Linked DNA regions of Sus scrofa: all the other regions are linked to region 3. A link is a contact called in public HiChIP or PLAC-seq data. All regions are on one chromosome and are shown on one strand. Each heading gives the region's core, a stretch centred on a gene start, on an enhancer-like site or on the middle of the called end of the contact. The rest is flanking DNA. Distances are from core to core; before and after follow the strand shown. Region 1 overlaps CNIH3 (protein cornichon homolog 3). Region 2 overlaps CNIH3 (protein cornichon homolog 3). Region 3 overlaps CNIH3 (protein cornichon homolog 3).

Region 1 (3,611 bases), core at 1,107-3,606, 130 kb after region 3:
TCCAGTGACAACCCCAGTCAACCTCTAGATGCCTGAGCAAGTATAAATAATTATTGTTTTATGGCACTGAGTTTTGGAGTGATTTGTTATGCAGCATTATTATGACACTAGCTTACTGATACTATAAGCACATTGGTTTTATAAGGGGGCATTTTTTTTTTTTTTGTCTTTTTAAGGCCTTTTTGGTGGCATATAGAAGTTCCCAGGCTAGGGGTTGAATTGGAGCTGCAGTTGTGGGCCTACACCACAGCCACAGCAACCTCATCTGCGACCTACACCCACAGCACATGGCAACACCAGATCCTTAACCCACTGAGTGGGGCCAAGGGTCGAACCCAAATCCTCGTGGATACTAGTCGGGTTCATTACCACCGAGCCACAATGGGCACTCCAAGGGGGAAATGTTTTCTTAAAGGAGATTTTATTCTGTGCCAGAGATAAGTCATTTGCTGACTCTACAAACTTATAAATAGACAATTTCAAACTGTCCCAATTTCTGTGACTAAGAGGAGGCCACTACCTGCATTTATATACCAGAACCTAGAGGAAGAGCCATGTCACTTTGGAGAACAAAATTTGTCATGCATTAGCCACTTGGAAGCATGGAGTAGGTGGTGCCTTTTCTCTAATTACTGACACTTCCTGCCACGAGGGATTGGCTTGATTGCCAGTCTTTGAGCTCTTGAGGCCTGTCTTCCTGCAGGGCTCTGGAGGGACTGTGGTATTTTAATAGAGGGACAGACATAATAAAGGGAACAGGGATGCATAAATTCAGAGGCAGTTGTGTGGAAAGCCTCTGAGAGACCATCCTTGACTCAGAAGTTTTCCAGACCAGAATTCTCTATTGCTTGGGGGATTTCTAAAGCGTGGCAACAGTAACAGCTTCTACCTTTCTTTTTTTTTCTTTTCTTTTCTTTCTTCTTCTTCTTCTTCTTTTTTTTTTTTTTTTTTTTGTCTTTTTGGAGCCATATTTGTGGCATATGGAATTTCCCAGGCTAGGGGTCAAATCCGAGCTACAGCTGCCGGCCTACACCACAGCCACAGCAATGCCAGATCCGAGCTGCGTCTGTGACCTACACCACAGCTTATGGCAACGCTGGATCCTTAACCCCTGAGCGAGGCCAGGAATTGAACCTGGGTACTCAGTGATACTAGTCAGATTCGTTTCTGCTGAGCCATGACGGGAACTCTGCTGCTACCTTTCTTAAGTGACTACTATGTGTGGTTAAAAGAATGGACTCTATGGGAGTTCCCGTCATGGCTCAGTGGTTAACAAATCTGGTAGGAGCCATGAGGTTTGCGTTTGATCCCCGGCCTTGCTCAGTGGGTTAAGTATCTGCTGTTCCCACGAGCTGTGGTGTAGGTTGCAGACGCAGCTCAGATCCTGCGTTGCTGCGACTCTGGTGTAGGCCTGCAGCTACAGCTCCAATTAGACCCCTAGCCTGGGAACCTCCATATGCTGCAGGTGCGGCCCTAGAAAAAAGACAAAATAAAGTAAAAGAATGGAATCTTTTAATCCTCACAACAGTGCTACGAAGTAGTCATGATTAGTAGCCTCACTTAACAGATGAGGGAATGCAGGCTTAGAGAGGTTAAGGATACACCCCAGGTGTCACAGTTCATAAGCTGGTGTCATAGTTCATAAGCTCTTGAAGGCAAGTCTGGCCGACCAGAGGCCACATTTTCAATCAACACATGTTAGAGGAAATTGTTGGTTCACTTTGAAACATGCTTCTTTTTTTTGGTCTTTTTGTCCTTTTTAGGGCTACACCCGAGGCATATGGAGGTTCCCAGGATAGGGGTCAAATCAGAACTGTGGGTACTGGCCTACACCACAGTCACAGCAATGCAGGATCTGAGCCACCTCTGTGACCTACACCACAGCTCACGACAACGCTGGATCCTTAACCCACTGAGTGAGGCCAGGGATCGAACCCGCAACCTCATGGTTCCTAGTCAGATTTGTTTCCACTGCGCCCCGACGGGAACTCCTGAAACACGCTTCTTAAGGACCAGCACTGCAGCAATATTGCTCAGCTATTTTATAGGGAAGATGCAAATACCAAAGCTACCGAGGACCTCAGGGCCCCTGTAATAAGCTTGGTTCACCATGATGGGGCCAAGTGGGTTCCTTTAAGGTTCTTTTCTACTTCCATTTAACTTCGTGGGGGGATCATTCACCCCTACAGGGAACGTTTGAAGAAAAGTAAAAATATCCTGGAACAAAACTTGCAACTAGTTCAGAAACTGTGTCTCATGTATAATTTATTTTTCAGAGGCTTTCTGTGGCAAACTCCTTGTTAGTCAGAGGGAAAGATGGGACAGTCTACGCATTGCGTAAATAGTGGTGCTGTCACGGGGCTGCTGAGCCAGAAGCTGGAGCAAGAGCCCTGTCCTCACTTCACTCCACTGCCAAGGTCAAGGGAGAAGGGAAAAATAGAGGACTTCACAATAGCTGCCTTACAGGTGGGCTCAGCCCTCTGGCTCGAAGCTGGATAGCTGGTTGGCCCCATCCTTATTAGCTCTCCATTGCCGTACTAATAGCCACTCACAACAGCCAGCATTTAGGTTTCTTATGAGTCTGTGGGGTCATCTGGTGGTTCCCCAATCTTGGCCGGGCTTCTGGGGAGAATGGATGTTCTTCTGGTCTTGGCTGGAGCTCATTCATATGTCTGGCAGTCAGGGAGTTCCCGTTGTGGCTCAGTGGTAACAAACACGATTAGTATCCATGAAGATGCAGGTTCCATCCCAGGCACCACTCACTGGGTTAAGGATCCGGTGTTGCCAGGAGCTGTGGTGTGGCTTGGATCTGGCGTTGCTGTGGCTGTGGCGTAGGGGGGAAACTGCAGCTCTGATTTGACCCCTAGCCTGGGAACCTCCGTATGCCATGGGTGCAGCGCTAAAAAGCAAACAGTCAAAGAAACAAACCAAAAAACCCCATACGTCTGGCAGTCAGCAGACCATGAGCTCATCTGGCTGGGACAACTGGTTCTGCTCCTCATCGCCTCCTCCCAGGACTAAGCCAGGCTGGTGCTCCTGGTGTCACAGAGAAGCATGAGAAGAAGTGGAAATCCACAAGTACTTCTTCAAGCTCTGGTCTGCATCCAGTCTGCTAGGGCCCTGTTACTGGCTGAAGTGAGTCACGTGGCCAAAGCCCAGGGTCACAGTGGGAGGGACTGTGGAGTTACAGGGCAGAGGGTGTGGATGCATGGAGGCCATACACTGGCACCATAAATGCTATCAGTCTACCACATATTCGCAGGGAAAGGAGGAGGAATCATCTTACCCCTCTTAGAGTGACGAGCAGCAAAAAATGAGATTGCAGAGTTTCCACTGTGGCTCAGTGGGTTACGAACCCAACATAATGTCCATGAGGATGCAGGTTTGATATCTGGCTCTGCTCAGTGGGTTAAGGATCTGGTGTTGCCATGAGCTGTGGTGGAGGCCAGGAGCTGCAGCTTTGATTTGACCCCTCGCCTGGAACCTTCCGTATGCCATGAGTGCAGCCCTAAATAGAAAAAAGAAAAAATATGAATATAAATTCATTAATGCCAACCTCCTGTGATGCTTAATTGTATATGGCAAATTAGCTGGGCCATGGTGCCAGGTAT
Region 2 (3,549 bases), core at 931-3,430, 170 kb after region 3:
CAAGGAGGGGGTGCATCCTTTAAAAAGCAGAGTCCTTGAACGCTCTGTTGCCTTTCCGCCCCCCCCCTCCCTTCCAGCAGGACCAGCCCAGTGATGGTGCTGCTGGGGCCAAGTCCCCTCTGCCCAGCTCTCGGTTTGCTTCGGGACAGGCAGGGCTGTGCACCTTGGGTCAGGACCTGTTCTTTGCCTCGGTCACCTCAGATAATGGTCACAACAGCCCTGGTGTTTAGGCGGTTCCCCCCCTTTTCCAGATGACTGAGCGAGGCTCAGGGAGATGACGGGTGAGCCGAGGAAGCTCAGTCTGGTGACAGGAGAGCCACAGAGCCCCGGCTCTGTCCACAGAGCCGCTCCGCCACCCGGCCACCTCTTGCTTCCACTTAATGAGGTCGCTGGGAACAAGGCCACAGTGAAAGCGAATAGGTTTTGTATTCTGCTCCTGGGAAGAGGAGAGGTGCGGGGCCCGGAGCGTCGTGAGCTGGCACATGTCATGGCATCTGGTTTGTGAGTTCCTTTCGGCCCAGAGTGGATGGCAGATAGCGTCAGTGCTGTCTTCTGAAGGGGACGAAGAGGGACCTGAGACACCAGCTCCGGGAGTTGCTGCGTTACAGAGATGCTCTTCAAAGCCGGCGGGAGGAAGCCGGGCAGAGCCCGCGCCTGGTCCTCCTCGCTCTCGCTGGAGAAGGACCATGCCTGTCCCAGAGCCTCCTGAGACTGTTCCTTTGTACCCGGCCCCCGATTCCTTCACCAGACTGACCAGAGAGCTGCGCCAGCGACTGCAGTGTCACCGTGTTCTTCGGCTTTGAATGAGGCCCTGGGGGCCTCTTGCCTGACCACGTCCAGACTTTCTCGCCTCTGTGAGCAGGGCCGGTTCACGTGGCCCAGAGGTGATATTCCGAAGAGGACACGTCTGCTTTCCCCTCCCTCCCCTCTTGCACGCACTGCTCTTGGGCTTATCCACGTTCCTTCTGGGGCTGCTCGCTCCCCGCCGTGGGCACTGTTCTCGTTGCTGTTCTGTGTCCTTCCATCAAGGAGAAAATTACCTGCAAACTCTTCCACACTTGAGTGGAAGAATATCACGCCCCTCCAGGGTATTCGGGATTTTAAAAGCGTTTTGGAAGAAGGATTATCCACAAGTAATTAATGCTTAATCCAAGTAATTAATGTTTAAGGCAGAACTGTGGGACAGTGACATTAGGCATCAGAGATGCGGCTGATGTCTAGCTACACCTATGTCCCCTACTGATCCTCAGATCCCTACACATGGCAGACCCCCAACCCTATCCCACCCCGCTGCATCCCTGGAGAAAGGAGCTCTTCCTGGTACCTGCCAGGTAACTCCAGCTGACACGTTTTCCTTCTCTCAGGGCATCACTGTGATGCTGGTGGATCTGAGGACTTGGGCGTTGCCACCTGCTAGCAGACGGTGGCCGAGCTGCTTGTTAGCAGTGCCCAGGCTGTGATCAGCGATGCTGTGGCAGGCAGCAGATCCCGGATTAGCAGAGATTCCTCAGAGGGCACTCCAGTGTGAGGGGAGCCGGCCCAGACGACTTCAGATGTCCCGTCCTAGCCACAGAACCAATGATGCCTCATTGTCTTTCCTGCAGGTATTTCCACTGTCCAGCAGACAGCTCTGAGCTCGCCTACGACCCGCCCGTGGTCATGAACGCGGACACCTTGAGTTACTGTCAGAAGAGGCCTGGTGTAAGCTGGCCTTTTATCTCCTCTCCTTCTTCTACTACCTTTACTGGTGAGTTGCTGGCCCCCCTGGTGGGTTTGACCCCTGCAGCAGATGGAGGGCTTTTTGGGCCCACCTCCTGGTCTTCATTGGGGTGGGAGTGGCTTGGAGAGCGGGGGTCACAGGCTGTTGGGGATGAGGGCAGCTCTCTGACTGGTTTGGGAGCCAGGACTTCTGCATAAAGGAGTGAGGAAGCCAGAAGGTCCTGCAGGAGGCCTGGCCAGTGGGCAGGCGCATCCTTTGGGCGACACGGCAAAACACATTCTACCAAGGCCTCCGAGGCGGTGACTGAGCGGTGCCATTGGTCACTTCTCCTCCACAGGGCGCCCTGCCTGTGGCAGCCCTGCAGCTCAGCCGCCCGGGTCACCTGTGGCCCTAGATGCCGGGCCTCATGGCCCTTGCCCTCTAGTCCGTGTGAAGGCGTTCCCGGAGACCTCACCGGAAACCCCCGGCAGTGGTCACACGTCACAAATGGCATGCTGGGTCATGAGATGCTTGTACTTACAGTTCTGCCCATGTTACGTAACACCATTCTAATTAAGTAAAACCTGCTGATTTTGTAATTCTGTTTCGGGAATCTCCCTTCTTCCCACCTCTTTACCCAGAACATCCTAACTAAGCACGTAGCTCTAAATAGACTGGCTGGTAGTTTGATACCCCCAGAGAGAGCCTTTTCTGAAAACCTCTCCTCCTCCTTCCTGGTCCCCTTGGGGCTCAGCTCTGGGGCGTCTCACCTGCACCCTTGCTCCTCTGTCCCTACCTGCCGCAGGCCGTGATATCTCCCAGTGTCCCAGTGTGGCCTCCAAAGTGGCTGGATGACAGTAGCCAGTGAGGGTGGGGAGGTTAGAATTTAGGGCCACCTCAGGGTTTGGGTTAGGTTGGAGCTGGCTGGGAAGCAGCTGCACATATCCAGCACTTAAAAATGAGCCCGTGGGAGTTCCCATTATGGCTCAGTGGGTTAAGGGTCCAACTAGTATCCGTGAAGACGCAGGTTCAATCCCTGGCCCTGCTCAGTGGGTTAAGGATCTGGCATTGCTGTGGCTGTGGTGTAGGCCGGCAGCTACAATTCTGATTCAACCCCTAGCCTGGGAACCTCCATATACTGCAGTTGCGGCCCTAAAAAAAAAAAAAAAAAAGAAGTCTGGGAGCCCCTGGACACATGCGCATGTGGCAGCTGGTAGGATAATGAATCCACCACACCCCCACCCCCACCCCGCCCTGCCCTTGGGGACCCGCCCTGTGATTGCAAGAAAGGAATAACAACCTTAACAGTCATCCTGTTGAGAATAATAATAGCACTCAGAGCAGTCACAGCTTTCATCTGAGGGACCAGTACGCTTTGTCCAGTGTTGTGGGACGCAGTAGGGGAGGTCTATGGGGAGAGAGGAGATGGTTGGGGGACAGTGGTGAGAAAGAAGCAGGCGTCCGGCTTTTGGAAGGTCTCTCTAATGCCTTCTCTTCCTCTTCCTTTTGCATCCAGCATGATCTACACTTTAGTGAGCTCCTAACTCGGAGACCACGCACATCCTCAGAGACTGGGATGGGAGAGGCTTGAGATGGAGAAGTCCGCTTCTACGGGTGGCTGGAGAGGGGACCAGTGTGGGGTTGTGACTGAAGGAGATGGGCAGCCACTCTGAATGGGGAGCCGGAAGCACGCAGCAGCCAGCGGCCAAGTCAGCCCTCCGTGCGCATGTGTTGCGGCCCTGTGCGTCTGTCTTTGCTGTTCACACCCCACACCCGGGCCGTTGATCCCTTCAGCTGGCCCGAGGGGTTACGAAACACGAACCTCTCCTGAGCAAGAATGGAGAATCGCT
Region 3 (3,266 bases), core at 434-2,933:
TCAGCCTGGGGACAGACCTTCTCATCTGCCCATTCAGGTGCTGCTGGCTCATGGAATGAGTTAGCGGCGGTCAGATAACTGAATCTACAAAACCCCATCCAACTGTACACTTGAAAATGGTGAATTTTATATTATGTGAATGATATCTAAATTTTTAATAAATCTAGGAACTAACCCATTGTACTGTGATGTATTATGATCCTTTGAGCCTGAAAACCTGGGTCAGATTTCCTTGTGGAGTCACGCCCACCCTCTGCCTCTAGAATCAGGAGAAAAGCTATACTTCCTAGGGGGCTATAAAGATTAGACAGGACAATGCATGCCATAGACTTGGCTGTGAGAAGACCTGAGAGCTTGGTTGTGACAGTGACAGCTTTATCGTTACAGTAACTGCGTAGCTTATTTTAGTCGTGCATTTATAAAGCAGTTTCTGTGTGGATTGCTCTCTGTTGAGGCTCTTTGAGACCATCTTGGAATCAGGAGAAATCTCCAAACTAGAGTGACTTCCCAGCTGTTGATCCTGCTGCCAAGCCCAGGCCTGGGCAAAACCGAGAAGGAGTTGACATCTGTGTCACTTTCCTGGCCTGACGGTCTTTGAGTTATCGTTACTGTCACTGTGTAGCTCCCATCTGCTTTTCTCAAGTGATCAGTGTTTTCCAAAGTGAGCTCATTGCATTAATCATATTTGGGTGTGAGTGACCTGTTTAAGCCGCATTTGTATCTTAAAGGGAGACCCAATAAAGCTCAGCGGGAGGAACCGTCAGGCCCAGAGGAAAGGGAGGGTGGGGGAAGTGGGAAGTTATTTTGAAGCCGAGGTGCTTTCCTGGGCTTCCCTGAGATCACCCCGATTCAGGGCCCATCTGGTCTCCCAGTGCTAAGGCCAACCTTGCTTGGCCTGTGCTGACTGCTGCTACCAATATGCCATCTGGAAGAGAAAAGCAGGAAAACAGCTTCAATTTCTTGGGCTCCGAGGGTTAGACTAACATGGAGACCATGGCGGCCTCAGCAGAAGCAGCTTTGATGGTGGTCGGTGGTGGCGGTGGCAGGGCTGTCATTAGCAACATTAATGAATCACCACCGCTGGGCCCGGCTCTCTTCTCTGACTCAGCTCGAAACTTCTTTCTGTTAAGAGGAAGCCAGTAACCAGTGAAGGCAAAAGCTCGTCTGAAACTCTCCGGATTGGAAACCACTGGGCGGTTCTATTTCTGAAACCAGAAGGGAAAGCACGGGGTGGAAGCCTCTTAGGATGCAGCGGGACAGGGTTGGCCGAGGGCTGAAAAAAATGGTACAGGAGTTTACAAAAACAGGAAGCTGGCCATGAAAGCGATTGGAATTATGTAAATTCAGCAGTGGGTTTGGAATGCAGGTGGCAGTCTGCCTGTGGGAAAGACTGGAAAATGAGTCAGGATGGGAGCGGTGGCAAGGTTATCAGGCGCTGGTACGGCACCAGGGAGGAAGCGACAAGGCAGGGGGCGACGTGGAGGGGAACCATCTCGACCCTGGCATGCTCAGCCCAAGGCAGCATCAGAACAGCGAAGTGGCAAGGGCAGCTGGGAAGGCGGGCTCTCGGGGTGCAGTAAGAGAAAATGAAGATGCTGATGTTGCTGCGGGAGAGGTTTATATCTTCTCGTGGGTATAAGGACTGGCGCCACGTGAGCGCTGGAGGCCCCTCACTGTGCACAGGCTCTAGAAGGCGCTAGTTCACTGGCAGCTGCCCAGGTGCCTGAGAAGCCATGTGGTGATGGATGCTCCCTCCAGAAAGGGGAGCTGGGAGCCCCATGATCTCCATCAGTGATTCACAAACCTTTGGGAATTGAGACACTTTGTTACAGCTTGTTGTTTGGGGATGTATTTTTCCCCCACCCTTTAAAAGTATTGTTGGTTTAAACATTTAAGTAAATTAAAACGAACTTTGATTTAAATTAAAAAATTTTTTTTGCCCTGAGCTGTGGTGTAGGTTGCAGATGTGGCTCAGATCCGGCATTGCTGTGGCTGTGGTGTAGGCTGGCACGTTCAGCTCCGATTAGACCCCTAGCCTGGGAACTTCCATATGCCGTAGGTACGGCCCTTAAAAAAATTTTGTTGTTATTGTTTGAACTCCTGTTCCTTGAGGGAGTTCCCATTGTGGCTCAGTGAGTTCAGAATCTGACACAGTGTCCCTGAAGATGGGGGTTCAATCCCTGGCCTCACTCGGTTAAGGATCTGGTGTTGCCACAAGCTGTGGCATAGGTCACAGATACAGCTCGAATCTAGCATTGCTGTGGCTGTGGTGTAGGCCAGCAGCTGCTGCTCTGATTTGATCCCTAGCCTGGGAACTTAGGTATGGCCATAAAAAGAAAAAATTAAAAAAAAATTTAAAATAAAAATAAAAATTCCTGTTACTTGAAACTTTTTAGACAACTGGTTAGCCTTTGGAGATATTGCAGTATTAGGATGTGGACTCTCCACTGTATACCATGTGCCCCTAAGGGCAAAGGAAAGGCCTTTGGTGCTGATAAGAGGGGTTGTCACAGGAGTATCTGTGCTTGCCTCCCCTCTCCACTCCCAGCAATGTTGACATCTGGGGATCCTTGATAAAATGTCCTTCTCCCAGACTCATTACTAATCACATTTTCTTGCTTCTAATCTCTCTTCCCTGCAGTCTATCATTCATCCTGCCATCAGAGTTAATTTCCTTATACAGAGTCTACTGTGCCACCTCCCCTTTGCAACAGTTTTCAGTGGGTCTCTTCTCTGCCTACTTCCAGTACCTTACCATGGCTCAAGGAAAACCTCTCAGGATTTAACCCTCTAATACTTTTCAAGTTTCAATGTCTTTTACATCCCTCCATGTAGCCCCCCCCCCAATTCCTGCTATACATGATTTCAGATCATCTCTTGAATATCGAGAAATGAAAAACTTGCCTCAAATTGGCTTATACAATATAGGGATTTATTTGATCCTGACTTAAGGGGAAAAAAAGCCATTATCGGTTTGAGCTTCAGGCACGGCTTGATCCAGCAGCTCAACAATTTCCCCAAGGACCCAATTTCTTTCTATCTGACTCTCATGGTTCCAAGATGATTGCCAGCAACTCTTGGGCTTCGTGCTTCTTTGTTCATGTCTCTAAAGATAGAATGTCTTTGCCTCAGCATTCCTAACCCATCTTCATCTTGATTAGACTTGTTTATGTCATCTGTTTACCCTTGCACCAATCCCTGTGGCCAAGGGGATGTACCACTACAAGGTTTCTCCTTACACTAAAAGTTTCCCCCATAATTGAATG

What was found. HiChIP or PLAC-seq counts read pairs in DNA pulled down with a chosen protein or histone mark.
Region 1: a contact with region 3 is called in an H3K27ac HiChIP or PLAC-seq map of alveolar macrophages. The contact joins two enhancer-like sites. A contact is called at or near these places in 1 of 47 Hi-C or Micro-C datasets (fetal liver) and 1 of 2 datasets of contacts at active chromatin or transcription factors (alveolar macrophages).
Region 2: a contact with region 3 is called in an H3K27ac HiChIP or PLAC-seq map of alveolar macrophages. The contact joins two enhancer-like sites. A contact is called at or near these places in 2 of 47 Hi-C or Micro-C datasets (fetal heart ventricle and liver) and 1 of 2 datasets of contacts at active chromatin or transcription factors (alveolar macrophages).

The regions. Positions count from the first base shown.
Region 1 is chr10:12,918,880-12,922,490 of Sscrofa11.1, forward strand. The region is part of intron 6 of CNIH3 (protein cornichon homolog 3); the gene reads left to right. Among named protein-coding and RNA genes, the nearest start is that of DNAH14, 130 kb to the right of the region's middle. Within about 2 kb of position 2,357, at least 1 of the 83 cell types and tissues checked has an H3K27ac peak or open chromatin away from gene starts, as enhancers often do. A contact at or near this core is called in alveolar macrophages, where this site is marked.
Region 2 is chr10:12,956,476-12,960,024 of Sscrofa11.1, forward strand. It overlaps CNIH3 (protein cornichon homolog 3), which reads left to right. Exons shown (of 10, transcript XM_021064387.1): 8 at 1,605-1,687; 9 at 1,690-1,747; 10 at 3,216-3,549. The coding sequence ends at 3,243. Among named protein-coding and RNA genes, the nearest start is that of DNAH14, 90 kb to the right of the region's middle. Within about 2 kb of position 2,181, at least 1 of the 83 cell types and tissues checked has an H3K27ac peak or open chromatin away from gene starts, as enhancers often do. A contact at or near this core is called in alveolar macrophages, where this site is marked.
Region 3 is chr10:12,791,203-12,794,468 of Sscrofa11.1, forward strand. The region is part of intron 3 of CNIH3 (protein cornichon homolog 3); the gene reads left to right. Among named protein-coding and RNA genes, the nearest start is that of WDR26, 36 kb to the left of the region's middle. Within about 2 kb of position 1,684, at least 33 of the 83 cell types and tissues checked have an H3K27ac peak or open chromatin away from gene starts, as enhancers often do. A contact at or near this core is called in alveolar macrophages, where this site is marked.